2 separate regions of the Mus musculus genome follow, and region 2 is linked to region 1. Evidence: chromatin contacts called from public HiCAR-type data. All regions are on one chromosome and are shown on one strand. The core of a region is the stretch at or near the end of the contact, and the rest is flanking DNA. Distances in the headings are between cores, read along the strand shown. Region 1 overlaps Gm42291 (a long non-coding RNA gene). Region 2 has its middle 150 kb from the start of Gm12511.

Region 1 (4,151 bases), core at 878-3,377:
GGGTTTTTTTCTCTAAATGCATCTTGCCCAACAAACAACATATGCTCAAGGAGTGAAAACTATCACGGAGAATACTCAAGGTCTGAGTTCAGGTTTAAAATGTTGTTTCTTACAACTACACTAAAGGAAGTGCTATCAGGTTTGAGGAGTGAGAGAAGGTGCAAAGATGTAGATGGTGTTCTGAGGAAGCTCCACAGCTTCTAAACACAGTGAGTCACACTGCCAAGCCAGGACTGGGCTCCCTTCATCTCTCACCAAACCAGGACCAAAGCAGTTACTGAACCTGTCCAGCCTTGCCCTTGGTAACGCAGATGTAGGAGGTCTGCAGCTTTCTTAACTTAAAGTTCAAATATAAAATGCTTGGAAGACTTCACAACAAATTTAGAAAAAGATCTAAAGCAATTTTTAAAAAGAAGATTCAATAGCCTAAATGCACAGTAACCCTTAAAGGTGTGGTTGAGTTCAATGGAAACAAAACTCCTTTTGAATCTCTCATCAGTCCTTGCATTTAAATATTTACTGACCATCAAGTTTATGTTTGGGCCAGAGCCGAATCATGCAAGTGCACAGAGAAATGCAATGATGATTCTTGTGACCTCCCTGCCTGGTGTGGGCAGGTAGACAACGTTCCTCCATGGTGCTCTGAGTGGCCAGAAGGAGACAAGGATTTGGACTCTCACATGAAAAAGTCAGCAACTGGGAGACTGTAAGACTGGGACAGGAAAATAAGAAGGGGCTTACTAGATGAGAAGGGAGAACACTGTAGGTGCTAGAGAAGGGGAGAGCGCAGATAGAAGAAAGAGCATGCTCAGAGGAGAGAGGCACTGCCATCCTCCGGTAATAAGCTAGAGTATTCAGCTAAAGGGCTTTGATGGCTGGGAAGCTGTCGTAACTCTGTGAGGCTGGAAACTGAGTCCTATCTGCAGAGGAATGGGCAAAGAAATCGTGGCTTGTGTGCACTGGAAATTCTCTCCATCCAAAAGTGACTGAAGATGTGTCACTTCTTCAAGAAAATGGATGTGACTGTTAATAGTTCTTTTTTTAATTAGGTATTTTCTTCATTTACATTTCCAGTGCTATCCCAAAAGTCCCCCATACCCTCCCACCCCACTTCCCTATCCACCCACTCCCACTTCTTGGCCCTGGCATTCCCCTATACTGAGGCATATAAAGTTTGCACCACCAATGGGCCTCTCTTTCCACTGATAGCCGACTAGGCCATCTTCTGATACATATGCAGCTAGAGACATGAGCTCTGGGGGTACTGGTTAGTTCATATTATTGTTGCAGATCCCTTTAGATCCTTGGGTACTTTCTCTAGCTCCTCCATTGGGGGCCCTGTGATCCATCATAGTTCTTGTATACAAAGAAAGCTTCAGCAAGTTGTGCCACATGTCTTCTCTTATCTGTGGCTCCAACACTTTACCTAGATATGTAAAATCGTGTATGTACAGGTGACAGGAAAGTAGAAGTGAACAAGGGGGTCTAAACACACTAACGGGAAAAGGAAAAGAGGTTAGTGAATGAGGGCAGGAATATGCCCAACATACATTATATACTTGCAAGAAAATGCCCTAAAGTAACTTATTACAATAAAATAAAATACAATCTGAAAGTTATTTTTCTAATATTAGTAATCTATTAATATTAATATTCTAGATGGCATCCATGTTATAGCCATCAGAAGCTTGAGGAGCTGGTGAGTCACTGACCAAGCTGGTTCAGTCACCCATATGACAGTTGGATGCTTCAACTCATTGCTATGTGTTCTCAAGACACGGAGGCTAGCCTGACCACGGCAAAGTGTTTCTAGGCTTCATAGTGACACATCATTATGTTCAGACTGTTCTATTGGCTTACACAGGTCACTCCTGCACTGTGAAAACTGGCCCTCTCTAAGGAACCAGAAGATGAGGCTATTGGGACTATGGGAAAGGTTTACCAACCTCCTGTGTGTATAGAAGAAACTTTCTTATCATGAGCCCCATAGTTCAGATGCAACTGCCGAGCTTATGTGTGAAGAGAACAGTCTGTGATGGGAAGAATTCGGTCCACAAGCAGAGAGCTGAGCCTCCACTGTTGCTGTGTATGTTCTCTAGGGAGGTCACCTCACTTTGCAGGCTTCACATTCCTCATCTATGAGGTCAGTCTAACAGGCAGATTTCCCAGAAAGACTGGAGAAGAACGTGAGGATCAGATATGGAAGGGGCTGTGAATGCCAGAGGAAGAAGCTAAGGAGTTATCTTGTTGACCGTCAGTGAAGCTTAGCAGCCTTTAAACTAGGGAAATGAGGACATGTGGACCACTTTGACAGAGATTCTGTATGCAATATGGACAGAAAGTAGAGGGATTCAGACACAAACTAGACTAGAGTCTCCCAGTGCTCACAGATGAGACACATGGACCCATTCTTAGCTTCTGGTGATGGGAAAGACATTACAACCTCACTCAACACTAAAATAGACTTGAGGACCACTCAGCACCTCACAGCCCCATTTCTGTTTCGGCAGCATTTCAAAGGAAAAATAAAAGACTTAGTGTCAAAAAGATTATAAATATTTATTATCCATTTACCTTCTCCATCTTGAATTCCAAAGAACATCCTGGGTTTATAGAATATAATCTTTGCCTGAGAACTTAGGGTCTACCCTGAAAGCTACAAAAGCAACAGAAAGGCAGGAACCCCAGAAAGAATGTCTCCACAGGAGGCTCTGCATTGATGTCAAGTTCCTGTCCATAGAGTTGAGTCAGGCTTTTACTCTCGTCATCAGGGCATTGAAACAGCATAATCCTGGATGGCAACACCGGGCTGTTTTCATCATCATGGTGGAAAGTGATTAAAAACAAGAGACTAGAATCTGGTATCTTTAAAAAATAGGGGCTTATCCTGCTTCCCTTGAATTCAGAAAGACATGCAGTCATTCCTGTTTATATCTACTCAAACTGAACTGACTTCGTGTATGTTTTAAAGCTACAGTGGAGACAGATATGAGCTCAGAGCTAAAGGCTTCAGTGGGAGTACAGCTAATATTCTGGATTTAATTTTTTTATTTGTAGTGTACATAAGGATTGGGGTAGAAGCTGCTTTCAGGGCTTTTCTTTGAATAACAGGAATGTCTCCTACTAAATGCAACTGAAAGATTAGAGAAGAGACATAAAAAAGAATTTTAAGACCATGATCCCCTGCTGTCCCACTTAAATAAACTCTCTCTTCTATTAATTATTGTATTAGACCATAAGCTACAGAGCTTAGAAACTCCTACTCTTTCCACAGACTCACTCATGCGTGGAGCATCTGTGATTGATGGACCAGTGAGATTGAAACGTGCAAATGGAGATGAAACAGACCAAGATTAAACATCTTCTGGGTATAGAATGGCATTGTTCCAGAATCTTAAAACTGGCCAGGCTCTGTAAGGATGATGCTTCCTCTCAGTCAGTTACTCAGAAAATCCCTCCCCTTCCTGAGCCTCCAGATTGCCCCAACCAACTTCCTGTTTCAAGAGCATTACTTAACAAATATTGGATGAGGACCTAAAAGACCCTCACAGAACCAGGGCCCCTAGGAAGAATATGAAGGTTACAGAAATTAAGAAAGAGCTCAAGTTCACAGGACCTTAGAGTCTGGGGCAGTTTCTCAACTAAGATGAACAATAGAACTACCCCAGCCTTAAAAAAAGGACTAATAAGCCCCACTGCTAGCTAAGCTATGATCCCCAGGGTGAAGCAACATTGAGAATCACTAGGAAAGAGACAGGGATAGCAAAGAATTGTCATGGTTTTGTGCTGAGTGAACAAAAGTTTTCTTGGATCAGAGGAAGGACTCAAGGAGCCAGAGGCTTGCTGAAGCCACTTGGCATTTCCTGTTTTGCTTGATGGGGGAAAGGTAGCAAGGAAAAAAAAAGGGTGTGGAAATGATGGAGGGTTAGGTGCAGCATGTGCCTATGAGCACAGCATGCCTGATAATTGCAAGTTCTGCAGTTACCTGGAGTGAATGCTTTCATAGTGAAATAAATACGTAGTCAGAAACAGAAGAGAGAGACAGAGACAGACAGAGAGAGAGAGAGAGAGACAGAGAGAGAGAGACAGAGAGAGAGACAGAGAGAGAGACAGAGCAAGAGAGAGAGAGAGAGAGAGAGAGACAGAGAGAG
Region 2 (4,219 bases), core at 361-2,860, 590 kb after region 1:
TTTGGAAGTAGCATCAGAAACCACTCAGGACTTCTCAGGCTCTCATAGCATCAAAGACCCAGGCTCTTTCCCTGACGGATGGAGCTAAGGTACAGGGATGAATCTGCTTCAGGAGCTGGGGGCAGGCGGCCGCAGATAAGGGCCGGCCAGGTGGGTGCTGCTGATTCCTTAGATGCTTTCAGCCAGAGGAAGGGAATGATTGCAACCTGGTGTCTAGAGCTCCTGTGAGCTTCATGTTGACAGCCACCCTGGGAGCCCAGAGGGAAGAGACAAGTCACTGCTGCTGCTACCCAAAGCATTGCTGAAACCTGAGCGCTGAGCTATGGGAAAGGGAGAGGAAGGGGCAAGGTTGGAAAGCTTGAAGTCGAAAAAGCAACAAGCCTAGAGAAGTATTTAAGAAATAGAGACTCATCAAGATGCGTGTCCTGGCTCACATGTCCAGGTGGGTAGTAGCCATTATTAGCCACATCAAAGGCTACAGCAGAAAGGGGAATTCGCTGGGAACAGGAGGCAGGGAGCACTGGGTGACGATGGAATTTTAGAGGGGAAGCTCTAGGCAGTTTCCGCGTGACTGTGGATAATGGGCCAAAGTTTAGTTTAGGGCCAATGTGGAGACCAGAAATGCAGAAAAGGACTGATAATCCTAATAGAAGGAATATGCCTGACCAGAGAGTATGGAAAGAGACCAGAGGAGCCTTGGAGGCCCTGGGAAGAGGAGAGCAAAAGAACATCTGTGCAGAGCATGTCAGGCATTAACAAGAGATGGAGAAGGGGAGGCCAATTCTAACTGGGTCCTTCTGAGACTGTGAGAAGTACCTAGCACAGCCCCTGGTATACAATGTCCTAACTATAATAGTCTCCACACTAGAATAGGTGAGATTCCCAGTTCCCCATTGGTTGCCTCAAACTGCAGAAAGGGGGCCACCTATACCTAACATATTGTGACTTTATATGTATGTATGTATGTATGTATGTATGTATGTATGTATGTATGTATGTATGTAAACATATGGAGAGAGACCCATGACCAAGTTTAGCTTATGAAGTAGCCATATTAACAACAACTATTAAAATGAACAAATATAGTAGTGTATATAATTAAAGTTAAGTAAAAGCTATGAATGATTGATTGATTTTTGGAACTTTCCATTTAATATTTTTGGGCAACAATTGACTAAAGGTAATTGAAACTATCCAAAACAAAACCATGGGTGAAGGATGTGTTACTGCTACAACAATACATTCAATTTTCATTTCCTTAAGTTTTTATTTTTTCAGTGCTGGGGCTTGAACTTAAGCCTTGTGTGTGCTAGGCAGGTGCTCTACCATTGAGCTATATCCCCAAATCTCCCATCCTTGGGGGGGGAGGGGAGACAGGGTCTTGCTATAAAGCCTAGACTGGTCTTGAATGCTCAGTGCTCCCAGTTCAGTCCTCTAAGTGCCCAGATTGCAGGTGTACACCACCAAGCCTCGCTCCACGGTTGACAATTTTTCACCTAACCAGAAAAAATCCAAACAGTAAGAGAGAACTCTCCCTCATCTGCATTCCTCTTGCTCTAGATAGTCTATTACTGGCATCCTCATCTCCAAGAGGAGGGAGTTAAGCACAGAAAGGCCAGTTAGAATGACTCATACCCCAGCCTATGCATGGAGCCACGGAGCACAGGACAGCAATCCAGAGTCCATTCCACATAAACGACACTTGAGTACGCCCCAGGCCCCACCTTCCTGCTTTGTCCCTGCTGGTGCTGCCACTGCAGGTGCCAACTGGCCCTCCTGGGGCATCCAAAGTGCCTGGCTCCTTCAGCCCAGTGCATCTTGACTTCTAGTTATGTCAAAAGGCTCCTGGCTGCCAAGCACTGATTGCAAAACTACTTCTGATGATTTAACTGTAAATGAATCTGAAACATACGGACTGAATTTCTCTGGAACTGCACACCAAAATTTTCATCTGATTAAAAATCTTGAGAGTCCATGTTGAAAAAAATCACAAGAAAAAAAAAGAAGAAGAAGAAGAAAAACAAAGTGGTAATTCAGTGGAGGAGGTCAAAGGAGCATGAAGAGAGAACAGCTGGTCTAGAAAGAACTCTCTCAACACCTCCCTGTCTAGGGTTAGTGAGTGCTTCCTCAGGGGCTGTAAATGTTCCCCACATCTTATGAGGGCACAGTGCTCCTAAGACTGACAGGCAGGCCTACCTATGCCAGAATGCTCAAAATCAGATGATAACTAAAGAGAAAACCTTATTCATATAGCCATTCATGTACCCACATACAAAGTGTATGTACAAGGTGTGTATATGTCAGATCGCATGCTTTCTTTATCAGAAGTATAAGTTTATATCCTAATTACAAATATAGTGATTCAGAGATATATTTAGGTAACATAAATACAGAGCATCACTACTCTCTCGGGAAAAGACATAGATAGATAGATAGATAGATAGATAGATAGATAGATAGATAGATAGAGAGATAGAGAGATAGAGATAGATAGATAGATAGATAGATAGATAGATAGATAGATAGATAGATGATGGATAGAATTTAAATGATACAACTATATGTCATATTTATTTTATAGAAGTATTGAAAATTGCATATATGCTATGTATTCTACATACTCATATTCTCAAACTAGTTGTGTTATTTTTGTTTTATGAGATAGTATCTCATGTCACCCAAGCTGGCCTCAAACTCACTCTGTAGCCAAGGATGACAATGAACTTTTAATCCTCCTGCCTCTACTTCCTAAGAACTAGGATTCCTGGCACGTGTCACTGCGCCTAGTTTACGTGATTCCAGAAATCAAACTTAGGTCTTTGTACATGCAACATAAACACCCCACCAACTGAGCTAACACCAGCTTACTGTCTGTTAATATATGCTAAATAGAGACATTTAATATGTGCAAATATAAAATAAAATATGCAAATATAAAACTACACTAGTCTTAAACAAAACACAAAAGGAATGGAAGTTTGTAGATCCGTGGGGGCTGAGTAAAACTGACCTAGCTCCAAATCTCTAATCTTAAGAGGAGGCTGAGGGTAACTATTCAGATTTTATGGAACTGTGCTTCTAGCGGCCCAGAGCCAATCCATCCAGCTCACAGTGGATAAGAACTCTCAGCATGTCTGAGCTGAATGCAGGAAGATGAAACCTGTCACCATGAAGAGCACACAGGTCACTGGCATCTTCACAGCTGGCATCTGCGAGCAAATCTTCTTAAGACACCCATTGCTGGTACCTTTGCGCCCCCCCCCCAGACTTCTTCCAGTGGACTTGAAGAGAAATCCTCCAACCAAATAAAAACAAAGGTCACTTTTGCCAAAGAAATTCCACCATCTCGGAAACTCTGAGGACAAGCTGGGAGCAGTGGAATAAAGTTATCCTAGTACCTGAGGGGTGGAATTGGGAGCTCGCAATCATTCCGATACATGGTGAACTTTAAGGGTAGCCTGGGCTATGAGAATATGTCTCAAAAAAAAATCAAAACAGCATACCCCTTAAAAAATAAAAAATAAAAAGAACGTCTTGCTGTGATCAATTATGAAGGTCCCAGAGGCTCAGCTGGCGAGCATGGTGGTAGTGGTGGTAACAGTGGTGGTTTTATTTTCTGTGTTCCTCTTTCCTCCCTAGTACATTCGACAATCCTTATCTGTTTTCTTTTCTTTCCTCTCCCAACCCCTCGGTGCTATTAGGAAATAGTTTTGGGAAACACTTGCTCAAAACACAACAGCAGAAAATGGGTGAGCAGCCAAAGCCTGTGAGAAGCAGCATTTGGTAGCTCTGAAGCCAATGACCACACTGGTACAGCCTGCGTCGTTCAGGGCTGCAGATGTCAGAGCCATGCATCCAGACACACACACACAGCCACAGCCTCCGTGCCAGTTCCCTCACCCCACCTAACACTGCTAAACACTGGCTTATGTGGAGAGGGAACATCATTCAGCCAGTGCCTTTATCTTCAAGTGCAGGTGGGGCCCTGTAGGCCACCATCCAGCTGTTAATAACTGTGGAAATCCCTTGACTGGGTCTCCATCCACTGGACTCCTCCCTGTATGTCACAAATGTCTGTCGTTTGGGTAAGCCCTGCCAGCCAAAGGGAAGAAGAATCCTTGCCAAGCTTGCAAGGGCATGGCTGTTGACTCTGCCAGGAATCTGCGAGTACTTCTGGCTCAAGGCAAGAGTTAACCCTTGACAAGGTTCAGGAAGTAAG

What was found. HiCAR-type assays count read pairs that join an accessible place to other places.
Region 2: a HiCAR-type map of fibro-adipogenic progenitors shows a contact between it and region 1, with 4 times the contacts expected there. The contact joins two enhancer-like sites. A contact is called at or near these places in 1 of 484 Hi-C or Micro-C datasets (epidermal suprabasal cells) and 2 of 115 datasets of contacts at active chromatin or transcription factors (embryonic stem cells and fibro-adipogenic progenitors).

The regions. Positions count from the first base shown.
Region 1 is chr4:56,303,792-56,307,942 of GRCm38.p6, reverse strand. All of the region lies in intron 2 of Gm42291 (a long non-coding RNA gene), which reads left to right. Among named protein-coding and RNA genes, the nearest start is that of Gm42291, 10 kb to the left of the region's middle. Within about 2 kb of position 2,127, at least 62 of the 459 cell types and tissues checked have an H3K27ac peak or open chromatin away from gene starts, as enhancers often do. A contact at or near this core is called in fibro-adipogenic progenitors, where this site is marked.
Region 2 is chr4:55,716,147-55,720,365 of GRCm38.p6, reverse strand. No RefSeq gene overlaps it. Among named protein-coding and RNA genes, the nearest start is that of Gm12511, 150 kb to the right of the region's middle. Within about 2 kb of position 1,610, at least 53 of the 459 cell types and tissues checked have an H3K27ac peak or open chromatin away from gene starts, as enhancers often do. A contact at or near this core is called in fibro-adipogenic progenitors, where this site is marked.